2 separate regions of the Muntiacus reevesi genome follow, and region 2 is linked to region 1. Evidence: chromatin contacts called from public Hi-C data. All regions are on one chromosome and are shown on one strand. Each heading gives the region's core, a stretch centred on a gene start, on an enhancer-like site or on the middle of the called end of the contact. The rest is flanking DNA. Distances are from core to core; before and after follow the strand shown. Region 1 holds the start of TRIM27 (tripartite motif containing 27). Region 2 holds the start of LOC136151577 (high mobility group nucleosome-binding domain-containing protein 4).

Evidence for each region. Hi-C and Micro-C count contacts between places; a contact is called where the count stands out from the background.
Region 2: a contact with region 1 is called in a Hi-C map of muscle, with 4 times the contacts expected there. The contact joins the promoter of LOC136151577 here to the promoter of TRIM27 in region 1. A contact is called at or near these places in 2 of 3 Hi-C or Micro-C datasets (blood and muscle).

What each region holds. Positions count from the first base shown.
Region 1 is chr20:30,945,395-30,952,932 of mMunRee1.1, reverse strand. It overlaps TRIM27 (tripartite motif containing 27), which reads right to left and starts at 4,385. Exons shown (of 8, transcript XM_065912006.1): 1 at 3,581-4,385; 2 at 2,318-2,413; 3 at 578-808. The coding sequence starts at 4,000.
Region 2 is chr20:32,275,540-32,283,246 of mMunRee1.1, reverse strand. LOC136151577 (high mobility group nucleosome-binding domain-containing protein 4) reads left to right here and starts at 5,592. Exons shown (of 2, transcript XM_065912821.1): 1 at 5,592-5,746. TRNAV-CAC (transfer RNA valine (anticodon CAC)) reads left to right here and starts at 5,285; the gene lies at 5,285-5,357. TRNAR-ACG (transfer RNA arginine (anticodon ACG)) reads left to right here and starts at 4,289; the gene lies at 4,289-4,361. TRNAT-AGU (transfer RNA threonine (anticodon AGU)) reads right to left here and starts at 788; the gene lies at 715-788.

The sequences.
Region 1 (7,538 bases), core at 3,136-5,635:
AATTTCAGGAGAGCTTATTTATCCACTTAATTCTAGTGCTTGACGCAGAACAGAAAATTCATATGCATCGAACGAACAAACAACAGACAAATAATCAGCTCATTTCCTGTGGTCTTGCTGGGCTGGGTCTACTGCAGCTTTATCACCTGTACAACCAAGATTAAACCCTAAGACTGCTTGGGCTGACCACTTCCTGTGGTATTTGTTATTTTGTGATTGTCGTAGTGTGCACATACATGTTACAATTATAGGATACTGGGGTGAGGAAAATCTTTAAATGACATGTGGGCCAAATTCCTCATTACATGAGTAACTGAGGCCCAGAGAGGTCAAGAGCCTCGCCTGTGATCAGACCACTTCTCAGTGTAAGACAGGCTTGAGCAGGACAGGTCTTCCTTTTGAGCTTTCCACGACACAGTGCAACTGACTGACCCAAGTTGTGCCAACCAGGGCCTCTATTGTACATTTCCCTTCCAACATGCCCTTGCTACAATCAGAGTTTCAACAAGGGAGTAGGGGGCCCTGGATACTGCTTGGCAAAGCAGGAGCTGTCTTGGCAGGGGGCTTTCAGTCTTACCTGCAGGAGCTCCCTGGTGGGTTGCTGCTGTTTCTCTTCCAGCTGGGCGATCAGGTTGCTGAGGTGGGAGATGTTGCAAGAGAACTGAGTGATGGCACCATTGATACTGTTGTAGATGGCCAAGTCTAGTTCCTCAAGACGGGCCAAAAGGCGATACTCATGCTCCTTCAAGGAGTGATACAGCTGCTCAAACTCCCAAACAATCTTCTCCCTCTCCATCTGGGTCAGGCTCTGTGTAGACCACATGGAAGAGCAGTGAAGAGAGGAAAGGCTGCTTCTAGAGCCCTTCACATTTCTCCCCTATCTACCCCAAGACCTCATTATTTCATCCCAGTATACTAAAACAAGCATCTTGTTCACTCACTTATTTTTTTCCAGTCTTTATTGGCTGGATATACAATGGCAGAGAACTGAATTACCCCAGTGATTGATGATCAAGAGTCTTAAAAAAAAAAAGCCACAGTCTCTGCTCTCAAGGAACTCAGTCAAGTGAGAGTCAGGTTCATGTGATACATGTCATCATGGCTAGATAAGCAAAAGCAGGGTGACTGCATTCAATAGAAGTTGATACAGTTCCCAGAAGCAGTGTTCACAGAATATTGTAGGATGAACAGAAGTTTACTTTATGGTCAAAGAACAGGAGAGCTTTCCAGGCAGAAGAAATGCCATGGACCAAGGAGTGGGAAGGCAAATCATGGGGTCTGGCTGGAGCACACGAGTGCTTGTGAAGACGGCAGACAAAGAGACGAGAAGCCTGGCAGGACTTTACTACAAGTGGGAGCCATGAAAGACTGTCAGAGAAGTCACAGGATCAGATGGGTGCCCTGTGCAGGATGGTTTGGAACATACAAGCAAAACTTCTACAACAATCCTCACATAATAACCTTGATTAGTTTCCTTAAACCTTTCACATGTAATCCATTCCCTCTATCTGGCCTTCTGTCTCACTGGCTTTGCGCATAATTCTCTACTGGCACAGTTTGTTTGCCAAAGGTTATCTCTCCTTCCTTCTCCACCACTTGTCCCACTGAGGGACTCCATAAAAGCTTGTTTCTGAATAAAAGGTCAGCAAACTCCCATGTTTTACTCCCTTGGAGTAACATGTTATTGGGAAACAGATCCACTCATTTAAATATTGTCTTTAGCCGCTTTTCAACTACTCAAGGGAGCTGACTGGTTGTGATAGAGGTATGAGCCACAAAGTCAAAAATATTTACTCTCCAGTCCTTTACAGAAAGGTAAGGGACTATTTTTTCCAGAACCACCACCCTCTCCCCCAAATATCCGTACCACAAAGGCCTTGGGAAACTAGGAGAAGGGAACAAAGAGAAAAGTTCAGAATAGAATCACTGCCAAGAAAAAGAACATTCCAGCAAGAAGCAACAGTTGAGTTTATAGAAAGCCACTGTCAGCATCTGTCTGCAGAATGATACAAAAGGCTGCTAACCAATGCCCAAGAATTTCACCTGGATCAACCCTGTTATGCACAAAGTTCGCAGATTAAACTTTTGCTAGGTCAGATCTCCAAGGGTTTTAAAGTCGACTATTGCGTTCTTTTCCCCCCAAATGTGGGAATCCCTTGGTTCTCCAGGTGAATTCCCAACTGCCCTGTAAGGTTGTTCCACACACACCTAGAAGTTCTGGGTGATCTGACTGCATGAGGTTAAGGGAAGTTTACAAGTCTTACAATATGAGTGACCAGCAGAACTGATATTATCTGTGAATTCCCAGGAACCTCACCAAGAGTTCAGCTCGTGCCTGCTCTCCCTGTGCCCGTCGCCTCTTCTTTAAGTCTTTCACTCTTTTTAAGTGGTCCAGCTGGTTCTGGATTTGCTCCTGAAAAAGCAAAAACAGGTATACAGTTCAAGATAAGGCAGGCCTCAGCAGTGTGACTCTTCTGCTTATCACCTGTGCAACCCACATTCGTGATACCAAGTTCTTGGTGAGAACCTGTCCTTGGATCACACTGCCATGACCGTGGCACTCCTCTCCTTTGGTAGTTTGTATCTTAAATGGTGGGTCACCTACCTGCCTTTGGAAGGATACCGCATGGCTTAGTGGAAAGGTGAATGGACTAGAAGGCTTTAGTTGTCGAGTTTTCAGGGACGTGTATGGAGAAAAGGACTTAACTTTTATTTCCCCCTGGTATGACATGAGCCAACACCACCTTCTCAACCTACTAGAGTGTTATCACCAGTGTGAGTAAAATGATATTTTTGAAAGCACCATAAATGTTCAGTGAATAATTTTGCACGAATGTACTCACATTTACACATGTACATAATTGTGTGCATGTTCTTGCAGTCCTCAAACACAGATTACGTGCACGCCTTGAATGTTGCCTTACAACTGTTTTACATTTAATACTTTATTTCCATGTTATTGTTGAGCTGTGCCAATCTGTTGGTTCACAAGGGGATCCACAGAGCATTTTATTTCACTCAGTCTTCATAAGTCTTATCTCCTATGAGTCTCACAGTGGTTAAATGACTTAGGCAGTAAGGAACTTGTTCTTTTCCGGTAGGTTCTAGAAGAGGACGGAGCACAGGGAAGTGTTGGGGGAAAGGAGAGGTGATGGGCACCTATTTGATGTGAATACAGCCTGGCAACGTCCGACTGTGTTTTGTCTGAGATCATCTAGGAGCCAAAAGGAATGCGAGCGTCTCTGAAGCTTGTCGCTGCGTACGTGGTTTTACAAATATCTTATATACGGTCAAGAGGGGTCCCCATGGGCCGTCATGTATCATGTGCCCGTGAGAGGGTAAACACAGAGGCACATAAGGCAATGAGGGTGGGGAGACTTCTGGCTTCCTCACCAGCTACAGGTTTTCCTCCCAAATCTGAGTGTCGAGGCTCTGGAGCGGACAGAGGAAATGACGGCTGTGAACCACACGTCCGGCTCAGCCATTTTCTAGGCGGAAAAAAGGAAGCCCCTTTGGCTCTCTCCTCCCTTTGTCCGACTGGCGCTCCGGCCCCTCCCCGGCCCGCGCGCCCGGCCCTCACCTTGAAGCCCTCCACCGCCTCCTCGAGCGGCAGCACGCTGTGGCCGCGGTGCTCGCGGGAGCGGTCGCACACCACGCAGATGGGCATCTGGTCCTCCTCGCAGTACAGCTTCAGGGGCTCGCGGTGTTTCTCGCACACGCCCATCTCGCCTCCGGGCCCCGACGGCCGCTCGGTGCGCAACTGCTTCACCAGCTGGGTCACGTTGGCCAGGTGCCGGTTGGGCCGCATGTGCCGCTGCGGGAAGGTCTCCCGGCACTGCGGACACGACACATTGGTCTCCGCCGCGCCCCAGCAGCGGGCGAGGCAGGCGCAACAGATGTTGTGGCCGCAGTCGAGCATCATGGGCTCCACAAAGTACTGCAGGCACACGGGGCAAGTGGTCTCCTGCTGTAAGCACTCGGCCACGCTCCCGGAGGCCATGGCGCGGGCCCGCGGGGGCGAACGGGCATGGGCCCCGGTGCCCAGCCCAGCGCGGAGCCCAACTCGACTGCGCTCCCTCCCGTCCGCTCTTTCTGGGCGGTGCGGAAAGGCCAGCCGGGCTGACTGAGGGCGACGCCTCCCGGGCCGATCCCAGACGCGCCCGCGCGCTGGAACCGCGGGGTGGCCGGGCCGCTCCCTGAGCCGCTGCGCCTGGCGGAAGGAGTACGGGGATACCGCGGGCCCACCGAGCCCAGCGGCTATGCGAACGGACAGCAGGATCGCCGCCGAGCGGACTCCCGGAGCCGGGCGCTCAGAACACGCAGGACAACGTGGCCGCGTCCGAGCGGATCCCGGCGGCCGCGCAGACCCCACCCCTGCGCGAGCGGAAGGGGCGGCTCGGGGGCGGGGCTTGGGCCGGACCTCCTGCGTGAGGCTGGAAATCCCGGCCTCAGGCCTGGACGGTTTGTTTCGCTGGGAACCCGGGAGGCCTCGCCGCCAGGGCGGGGGCGGAACGCGCGGCCGGAAGCTCCTTGGTACGGGTCCTAGAGGCAGGCAGTGTCCGCGGGTGCGGCTGGGCCAGGGTAACCCCTGCCTGCACGCTCCGGGCGACCCCGCCGAGCCTTGGGCCTTGGGCCTGGATCCCGGGTCTTTTGTTGGGTTTCCTCTCTGGTGCCCAGGCTTCTGCCGTGGCGAGAGAAAGCTAGCTTTGTGTTGGTGTGGGAAGAAGAAACATCTGGCTTCCCCGGTAGGCCAGAGGGCTGAGGGTAGCCGACTGAGCCCCACCCAGTCTGCGAGGAACTTTATCAAACAACCCCATTGACAGGCGCTCGCAGTTCTGTTTCGTAAAAGAAAGGCTTAATTATTAGATGAAAACATTTCTGTGACAGAAACAGGCAAGCCCAGTTCTGCTACTTCCTACTGTGCCTAAGCAAAGTGGTCTACCATTCTGAGCTTCAGTTTCCTCTCTGGTGAAATGGGAGTAATTATACCCCAGCGAAGAGGAAGACTTCCGTACAACTTTGGCTTTTTTAACCCTAAGGAGGTTTACCATTAAAATAATAAAATACCAACTGCCTAGATCTGTACTGAATAGAACTTAAACATGCTTGCTCATTAATAAAATACCTACTGCATAGAGCTGTATTGAGTAGAACCTAAACAGGCTTGCTCCTTCCAAAAGTATAGGGGGAATGATAATCCTGTGGGTAACACAGGCTGTTTTCATTATCCAACAAACTTAGAAAATTTTCGCGTTGTTCGCCCATCCCTACTTTGATGTTTCCTGTTTTCCTTTGCTATTTTCTCGATATTGTCCGTCATCCTCTAAATTTAACTGAATCTGGACAGCCTTGCCTGTGTTTATTTTAATTTCCATTATTATATTTTGAACTAAGTGATTTCAACAAATTCAGTTTACAAATCTTTTTTAAATGAGTTAGTAACTGGTTGAATGTGACCTATTTCACCAGTTTCCCTGTTTATACTTCTTTTTCTCTAACCTATTTACTCAATGCTTCAAAGAAACTGAGATCAGATACCTCAGTAACTCTGTGAGGACAGAGACGTCTCTCCAGACCTCCTGGATTGCTGTTATGCCCTGTATATAATTATAATGAGAGGATTTCAATATTTATTGGATTATTAGACTAAAAATTAACTTAATGATTCCAGGGTCACATTCTATGCATACTTCTTACCGTTATCACAGTTGTTCAGTTGCTAAGTCATGGACTTAGTTCAATGCCATGGACTTCAGCACACCTGGTTTCCCTTTCCTTCAGTATCTCCTGGAGTTTGCTCAAATTCATGTCCATTGAGTCGGTGATGCCATTCAATCATCTCATCCTCTGTTGCCCCCTTCACTTGCCCTCAGTCTTGCCCAGCATCAGGTCTCTTCCAGTGAGTCAGCTCTTCGCATCAAATGGCCGAAGTATTGGAGCTTCAGCTTCACCATCAGTCTTTCCAATGAATATTCAGGATTGATTTCCTTTAGGATTGACTGGTTTGATCTCCTTGCTGTCCAAGGGACTCTCAAGAGTCTTCCCCAGCACCACAATTCAAAAGCATCAGTTCTTCTTCCTGTAGTTCAGTTGCTCAGTCGTGTGCGACTCTTTGCGACTCCATGGACTGCAGCACACCAGGCCTCCCTGTTCATCACCAACTCCAGGAGTTTACTCAAACTCATGTCCATTGAGTCAGTAAGAGCATTAATAAGTAAACTATTGGGGTGGTATTGGCAAACTGTAAGAGAATCTGATTTGGAATGTTTAGGAGTGAATACGTGGAAGAAAATTTGGACGGACAGTACTGATAAATTTGGTTAGATAAAGTCATGAAAACAAAGAAATGGTGATAAAATTGCTTGTGGAGCACAGACTCTGTCTGGCAGGAGGGAGGAGGTTCCATTGATGCTTTGCAAACACAGGAATGACAAATTGATGGTGCAGGTCTTAGTAAGGCAATACCAACTAGGAGGACCCATCTAGAGACTAATGCAATAGTGACACAAGAGGACATTAGTAGAATAAGAGCTGATAGGAACAGAGGAATGGGCACGTGGGCTAGAAAAGAATCAGGATACGCAGTGCCATTCTCCTCAGTTATTTCTAAGGAAAATGAAGGTGAAACAGGCAAGGAGGAGAGAGGCATCTTAAGACAGAGCAATAAAGAGGTGTGTAGTAGTGAAGTATGCAGGAAACAGAAAGGAGAGTAAGATTTGATAAAGGAGAGGGATTTGGGGGTAGAGGATGAATTGGAAGATTGGGATTGACATATATACATCATTGATTCTGTGTGGAAAATAGATAATTAGTGAGAACCTACTGTGTAGCACAGGGAACTCTGCTCAATACTCTGTGGTGACCTAAATGGGAAGGAAATTAAAAGAGAGGATATATGTACATGTACAGCTGATTCACTTTGCTGTACAGTAGAAACTAACACATTCCATGGATGGAGGAGCCTGGTAGGCTGCAGTCCATGGGGTCACTAAGAGTCGGACACGACTGAGCGACTTCACTTTCACTTTTCACTTTCATGCATTGGAGAAGGAAATGGCAACCCACTCCAGTGTTCTTGCCTGGAGAATCCCAGGGACGGGGGAGCCTGGTGGGCTGCCGTCTCTGGGGTTGCGCAGAGTCGAACATGACTGAAGCGACTTAACAGCAGCAGCAGAAACTAACAGGACATTATAAAGCAACTATACTCCAATAAAAACTTAGAAAAAAAGAAAGAGGGATTTGCTTGCACTTTGGAAAGAGATAGAAGTTCTCCTTTTCAACAAGTGTGGCTTTGTGGTTTTCTGACCATCTTGAAGCAACCCCACCAAAAGAGAACCCACAGGGCAACTCTCAGAGTGGACTACTATGGATCTAAAGGAAGACTGAGAAGAGGAGGGGGAAAAATTCAGGAAATTTTTAAAGAATAATTGATTTGTACCAGTTCTTCCTCTTATTCTTCCAGGTTGATGGGGAAGGAGAGATGAGTTTTTCATTTAATAAGTACCTATTAAGAAGTTATTATATATTGCACTCTGTTC
Region 2 (7,707 bases), core at 4,343-6,842, 1.3 Mb before region 1:
GATCAAACCAGTCAGTCCAAAAGGAAATCAACCATGAATATTCATTGTAAGTACTGCTGCTGAAGCTGTAGCTCCAATACTTTGGCCACCTGATGCCAAGAGCCAACTGATGCTGGGAAAGATTGAAGGCAAATGGAGGGGGCAGCAGAGGATGAGATGGTTACATAGCATCCCCAACCCAATGGACATGAATTTGAGCACATTTGACATAGTGAATGACAAAAAAGCCTGGTGGGCTACAGCCCATGGACTCGAGTCGAGTCAGACATGACTTACTGACTGAACAACAACAAGCCTTCTCAGCAACACATTTATCGATCATTCCAGAGGTTGATCTTGATTAAAAATATTGCCTGTAGATTATGAAAGTGCATCCATTTAGGCTTTCACCAGGGAAAAGAATAGAATGACTAGAGATTATTATGCGGCTTGTAGTTTAAATCTGGTTCCTTTGCCTTCTGCTTTCCCTAGCTCCTTTGGTACTTGCTGAAAAAAATATTACATGAAAATGTAAGAAAGGTAGAAATTCTTCTGAAAGAAAAACAAATTTATCTTGGTATCTTCTTTTTCTTTTTTTGTAAACAGTAAAACAGTCTCCATTCTTAGAGCCACATAAAGCACTTTCGTAAAACACCATAGGGAAAATGTACACCTTAAAGTTGATTGACTTTGCGATCTCTCTGTATCCTTTTTTGGGGGCAGGAAAACCACAAAAGGCCCCGCTGGGATTCGAACCCAGGATCTCCTGTTTACTAGACAGGCGCTTTAACCAGCTAAGCCACGGAGCCAACACGCTTGCCAGCTTCCAAATCAACATAGAAAAGGAATGATCTTAGCTTTTTTCCCCCCCTATGCATGTATTTCCTCGTATTGACGTTCGGGTGAGCTCCCCAGAAGATCTCCCAAATCCTAAAGATGAACCGCTGCTTCTGCCCCCAAAGACCTAAAAAACCGCGCGGCCATAGGAAAACTGAGACCCTCCGTGCAGTAGTGAGGTGAGGGAATCTCGGGAGCGAGCCTGAAGCCCCGGGCGGCGCCACAGGAGTCTCCGGAAATTGCCAGGAAGGGCAAGAGTTCAGCAGCTAAGGCTTCCTTGGGTGAAGTATGACCTGGGGCCCCTGGAGGAAAGGAAATTAGCCACATTTACACGAGAACACCCCTCCGAGTCGTGTAACACATTTGCACCAGAACACTTTCTGCACCAGGAACTGGTCCCTGCAGAAAGAACGCCCTGTGTTCTTTTTCATGGATTTTAGTTAAAATTTGAGTTCTTCCTTACCCCATTTCTTTCCGTAAAATTGGCTCCCACCTGCCTGCTTCTTACTTGACTAAGTCGTATCTTTAAAAAATTCAAGATTTCATTATTAAAACCTAGTCTTGGAAAGAGGTAAAGGAACAATCTCCTCTCCTCTGCAGCTAGAGGAAGAGAAGATTTCTTGTTCGATAACTTATCCAAAGGATCTACTTGATAAAACTGTTAAATTGAGAGCACCCACAAGAAGTACTATATTTTCATAGGTGCTTGTGTATTTGTAACTGTTCCAAATTCATTCTATTCTGTGAAATAGATAGGTCCTTAGACAAAGGACTTTAATGGAACTGGCAAGAGTTTTATAAATTGTTGCCATAGCTGTGAAAGTAACTTCCCAAATGAAACCTGTAATTATAATCGGCTGCTTGCTTGAAATCCGTGACCATTCTGAAAACGCTGAAATTAACATGTTGGTATTTTAAAACTGTATTAATATTGAAGGATATCTCTGTCTCACTCTAAACCAGCCATTGGCATTAATCTCTGACTGCAAACATGATGTGAGGGAGAGGTTAAAAAGCCCTGACTCTGCTAGATTTCTTTTTCATAAAATGATTGAGTCTATGAACTTGATGCACAGTCTGATTGACTCCATGAAATAAATAAGCACCAATTTCTTTAATAATATAAGATTAACCATCATTATATTAATGTGCTTGGAGCCAAGATAATCATAAACAGCACAGTCACACCTAACATGACTTTGTTCAAGCTGGAGTGGACATTTAGAAAGACATAGAGCCAGTAATATTTGGTTTGGGTTTTTCCTTTGACTGGCAGGTGTTCAAAATTTACACAGAAATTCTGAGAAGTCAAAGGAGTTTTTTAACAAGCCAGAGACAAATCTTGGGAGAAAAAGTGAGAATAAGAGCACTCATTTTCAGAAATCTGGATTTGATCTGCAAAGACCATGGACAGGCCCCTGACATTGGCTCTGTTCCACACAACTGCAACTGGGGAAGGTGTAGATCTCTATGTCATAGACTCCTGAGAGTGGAAATAGTTGGCAGTGCTACTATTTCCCAAATACTTGGGAGAGAACTGGAAGAATATTGCACTGTGACCCAGGGAGGAGGAGACTCCACCACAGGGATGATTGATTTTACATGTCAACTTGGCTAGTCTACAGAGCCCAGTTATTCAATTAAACACTAATGTACATGTTGCAGTTATTTAATTAAACATTAATACATCATGTATGGGTGTGAGAGTTGGGAAGGAAAGCCTGGCATGCTGCAATCCATGGGATTGCAAAGAGTTGGACACGACTGAACGAATGAACTGTACTGTACATGTTGCTGTGAAGGTATTTTATACATGTGGTTAACATCTACAATTAGTTGACTATAATAAATAAAAGAGATTATCCTCAGTAATGTGCATGGCCCTTATCTAACAAGTTGAAAGACTTAAGAGCAAAATGGAGATTTTCCTAAGGAAGAAGAAACTCTGTCTCAAGACTATAGCATCAGCTGCTGGCTGAGATTTTTCTAGACTGCCATTCAGCAATACAGATTTCAGACTTGTCAGTCACCACAATCACATAAACCAATTTCTAGAAATAAATGTATATTTTCCTTCTGGTTATGTTTTTTCTGGACTGTCTGTTTCTCTTTTTCTAGCTGGGACAAACCCTGAAGAAAAGACTGGAAACTGGAACCCTCGGAAAAGACCTAGTAGAAGATCTCTAAAAACAAAATGAAAGCAAGCTTCAGTTCATGTCAGAACACCAGAGAAATCTGAGGAAGCCAAAAAAGGAAAGGGGAAAAAAAAAAAAAAGCTTCAAAACGAAGGGAGGTCTTTGCAGATATTATGTGGAGCAGAGGGATCCTAGGCATGGAGGGAGGCCTTTTTGTCCTCCATTTCTTGAAGGTAAGACTCCAGCCTCCATGACCCTCTCTGAGTTCCAAAGAGCAGATTTTAACAGTGTTAATCAAAGGAGGGGCAGCCCGGAGACCACCCGAAGCAAGATTAAAGGGACTAGAGAGAATCATCAGAATTAGGAAACCTGATCACCCGAGACTGGCACACACCCTAATCTTGTCGGCAACCCCACCCCTTTGAAACTTGGCAGAAGAAGAATGCTAGACTGTTACTGCCTTGATCCTTATCATATACCTCTGCCTGACTGTATAACTTCTCCCTACTCACCAGGGAAGGGGCGGGGTGGGGCACAGTTCTTGAGGCCCTAGCCTACTGTGTTCCCCCTTTGCCTGGCAAAGAAATGAAGCCACTCTTTCCCTCTCCTCCATGACTGCTTCCATATTTCTGTTCAGCATGGGTGGACAGAGAGCCAAGATTTTGGCATCACAAAGGCTTCCCGTTTCTTAGGGAGTAACAGCCAAAGTCTAGATAAGGACGTACAAGGCCCGAGGTTATCTATCCGAGGTCTCCTACCCCTCTCCGCCCAGCACTGGCCTCTTCGACATTGCTGAAATGTCCCAAGCAAGCTCCCACCTCCAGGATTTTGCCCTGGAGATTTCCACAGTTCCAAGATGGCTCTTTTCCTAGATACCATTATTTATCATTCATCCCTTTCCTTGATGGACTTTTTAATTCTCTTTCCCGTTTATCTTTTTTACCTCTAAGTGCTTATCACGGTTATTTCATTTATTGGGTGTTTTAATACCGTCTTAGCTACGTCCATGCAATCTTCTTGCAGTCAAGGATCACAACTTGTTTTCTTCGGTCGTATTTCCAGTGCCTTGAATGGTAATATTGGTTGAATGAATGAATGAATGAAGGGAGAGGTGATCTGGGGACAGAGAGGGTGCAGGGGTCGGTATAGACGTACTGAGAAATGAGCACAGACGCTGGGACGCGTGCAGACGAAGTGGCCGCCAGTTTACGCTCTGCAGTCTAAACTAGCCAAGAAAACGTGGCTTTCGGGCCCAGGAGCAGACTCCAAAAAGTGGAGATGTGCCGCCGCCTAGTTTCTGATGAAGGTAGGTCCGCCTCCCAGCGACCCACGTGCGGGGGCCAGTGGCGCAATGGATAACGCGTCTGACTACGGATCAGAAGATTCCAGGTTCGACTCCTGGCTGGCTCGTAGTGCGCATCCTCACTTTTACTTATTTACCACTGAGAAACTGGGTGGAGTTAGAAAATCCACTGCAAGGTGAAGTTGCAACTTCCACTGCATGTAAGTCTCAGGAGCGGGAAGGACCCGCTTTTGACCACAACTGGGGTCAGAACTCCTTTGCAGAGCAAATTCCGCGGCCGACCATGCGGTGGCGCTAACCAAAGCCGGACGGAGAACTGTGCCTGGGCTGGATGACCCGCCCAGCCCCGCCAGGCCATTTTGACTGACAGATGGGTTTGAGGTAACCTAGTAACGCAAGGGAAAAGGCAATGGCACCCCACTCCAGTACTCTTGCCTGGAAAATCCCATGGACGGAGGAGCCTGGTAGGCTGCAGTCCATGGGGTCGCTGAGAGTCGGGCACGACTGAGCGACTTCACTGTCACTTTTCACTTTCATGCATTGGAGAAGGAAATGGCAACCCACTCCAGTGTTCATGCCTGGAGAATCCCAGGAACAGAGGAGCTTAGTGGGCTGCCGTCTATGGGGTCGCACAGAGTCGGACACGACTGAAGCGATTTAGCAGCAGCACCAGCAGTAAGGCAACAGAAAGAAATTAAAATCCACAAGTTCAGATTGAAAAGTAATAATGAGTCGGGGTGAGGGGAGGAAAAATAGTAAGAGTGAAGGGGTTGAAGTCTCTTTTTCTCCCTCATCCGGTCATTTCCAGAATAAGAATATATTAAGAATTTGGCTTAAGATCTGTATGCTGCAGGGGCTTGGTTTGCGCATCTAATTGGCCTCTCTTATTTGGGAGAGTAGTAGAAGAACCACTCGCATATTAACAATGCACAATTGCAAAGATAAAAATGAGAAATCGGAAGGGGGGGAGGAAATGGGAGGAGTCTGTTTTTAGCAGAAAGTATCTACTGGGGAAGCTGGCTCCTGTGGCGTTTCCGTAGTGTAGTGGTTATCACGTTCGCCTCACACGCGAAAGGTCCCCGGTTCGAAACCGGGCGGAAACAACTTTTTTTTTCTTTAGGGACCTGGGCTCACCTTTAAAACTTCAGGTAGTCAACAATTTTCACACCTCCTTTTCTAATTTCTTTCGCCCCAGGCCGTGGTGCTGAGGCCACGCTGCTCAGAGTGGGTCCGGAGCCCGCGGTCCCGGAAGCGGACACACGCTTCGCGCGGGGGAGAGCCGGACAGTCCCGGGCTAGGCGAGGCTGCCCGCCGCCCGCAGCCCCGGAAGCGCATCCTTGCCTTGACTTGCCTTCCTGTTCCCGGCAGCGCCCAGCTCCGGGCGTCTCTTCGCCAGCCTGCGGTCTGCGACGGCCCTGCCTCAGCCCCGGGCACCGGCGCTGCAGGACGGCAGCTGGGAGTCCCGCGCCCCTCGGACGGACGCGAGACTCGGGTGAGTACCGGGGGAGCCTGAGCCTGAGTCTCCGGAAAACCGGGGTAATCCCGCTGCCCTCCGTAGATTGGCGACCTTTCTGCCATCTGGCCCTTGTCGTGATGAGGTGACCTCGGGCCCCCGACAGCCCCACCTTGCCCTCCACTCTCCAGAACGGCTGCCGTGGCTCTCCTGGCCTTCGACTGTGAATCTTTGGAAAAAGCGGAATCCGGGAGGTGAAGGTTACAGAGATTTCAGGTCCTTCAGGGATGAGAAGTCCCCTCACGGAGACGCTAGGGCAGAAAAAACGGGAGGTGAGGAGGGGATTTGAAAACCTTGGACCAGCAGGGCTGTGAGCTGGGCTGCCTTGGCCTGGACTCTTTCTCACCGCCCTTCCCCAGCTTACGAGGCCTCACCACTGAGAACCCCCTCCAAAAGGAGACACCGAAGGGCTGAGTCTGCCTCCACTTTGGCCTTTCCCTGTCAACAAGAAAAAAGATCCCAAAGTTAAGAAATGGGCCAGCTGTGGATTTTGTGTATTGTTTTGAAGCTTAAGAAGTCACTGGCAGCACTTGTTTAAAACCAGGATTTGTGCCCTGGGGTCTGGCTTTTTAACTCTATTTCTGACATGACCTGCTTCCATGTTAAGTAAATCAATCAAACGCTTTTCTGGGTAAGAAGTCTTGCTATAACACCAAACAGCCTTGGGTATATCCTCAGGATCTTCTTCTTAGATGAATTGGTATTATTATTGTTACTATTTCTAACAGTTAGCCAAGTCCAGTCTCTCAGATCACATTGCTCCAGGTTCCCTCAAATGACTAATAAGAATGTGATGTTTTTATGGCCTTAAGACAAGAAAGGACAATACTTACCTAATAAACTGTTGTGAACTGTTTTTTTTTTTTCTTTCTTCCTTCCATTTTTTAACAGGCAATGTGTATAGGCATCCCTTCCCCACCCTATTACTCCTCCATTTTCATACCTTCTCTGGAAGACCCATGCTTTTATCATCTTCTAATAGTTTCGCTTGTTAGCAAGACAGTAAGTTTGGCAGATGCTCAACGCAAACTTATCTAAGACATTTTCACTTAAAATTCCTCTGTACTACTCAGAAATACAGGTGAGTTAATGTGATGCCTTGAGAGGAACAAGGGTTTCAGGGGCCCAGAAGGTGATGAGGATTCATCCACTCCATCTTTCTCTGATGCCAAGGAGCAGGAGTCCTTTAGCAGGGAAGCTGAGTGTGCCCCAAGCCAATGTGTTGTAGATTGGTGACAGTTTGTCTGGAAGCTTATGGCTCTCTCCTCTTCAAATCAGGTGTGTTCTGACAAGATCCAGCAGTAGCCCTACCCTTTTAAACTCTGCCCTTTCTTACCTTCACCTACTAACCCTCCCTCCCCCAGTCTCTCTCACTTAACCTTATATGGAAGCTCAGTCTGCCCACCTTGGAATGTGGAGAACAAACAGGCCTTGGAGAGTGACACTGTGTGACCTCTTGCTCCTGTAGTGTACCGCACCTTGAATAGGATCTTTTGTTTATTTATACTATATCCTCTATTCTCTCCTCCCTAAGCTTGGTGTTGAAGCATCTTCCAGGTACCGCACCTTGAATAGGATCTTTTATTTATTTATACTATATCCTCTATTCTCTCCTTCCTAAGCTTGGTGTTGAAGCATCTTCCAGGTCTTCCCTCCAACCCCAAGGCACTTTCTTGCCATAAGTAAGAGGCAGAGAGAAGAGGGTGGCCTTCTGACTTTGGGGTAGGATTGAAACCAGAACCCAAGTTAGAACAAACTTCCTAGAACCCAGTTCAGTAATAATCAAAGGAGCAAAAGGATGCTGCTAAAATGTGCCTTTGCTGGGATGGTGTGGGGTGCGTATGGGATGAGGTGGGATCTGGTCCTCGGATAGTAGAGACAGGCTCATGATGAAAGAGGAAAAAAAAAGCAGGGAAAAATGATTTTTGAGAGCTGGGCAA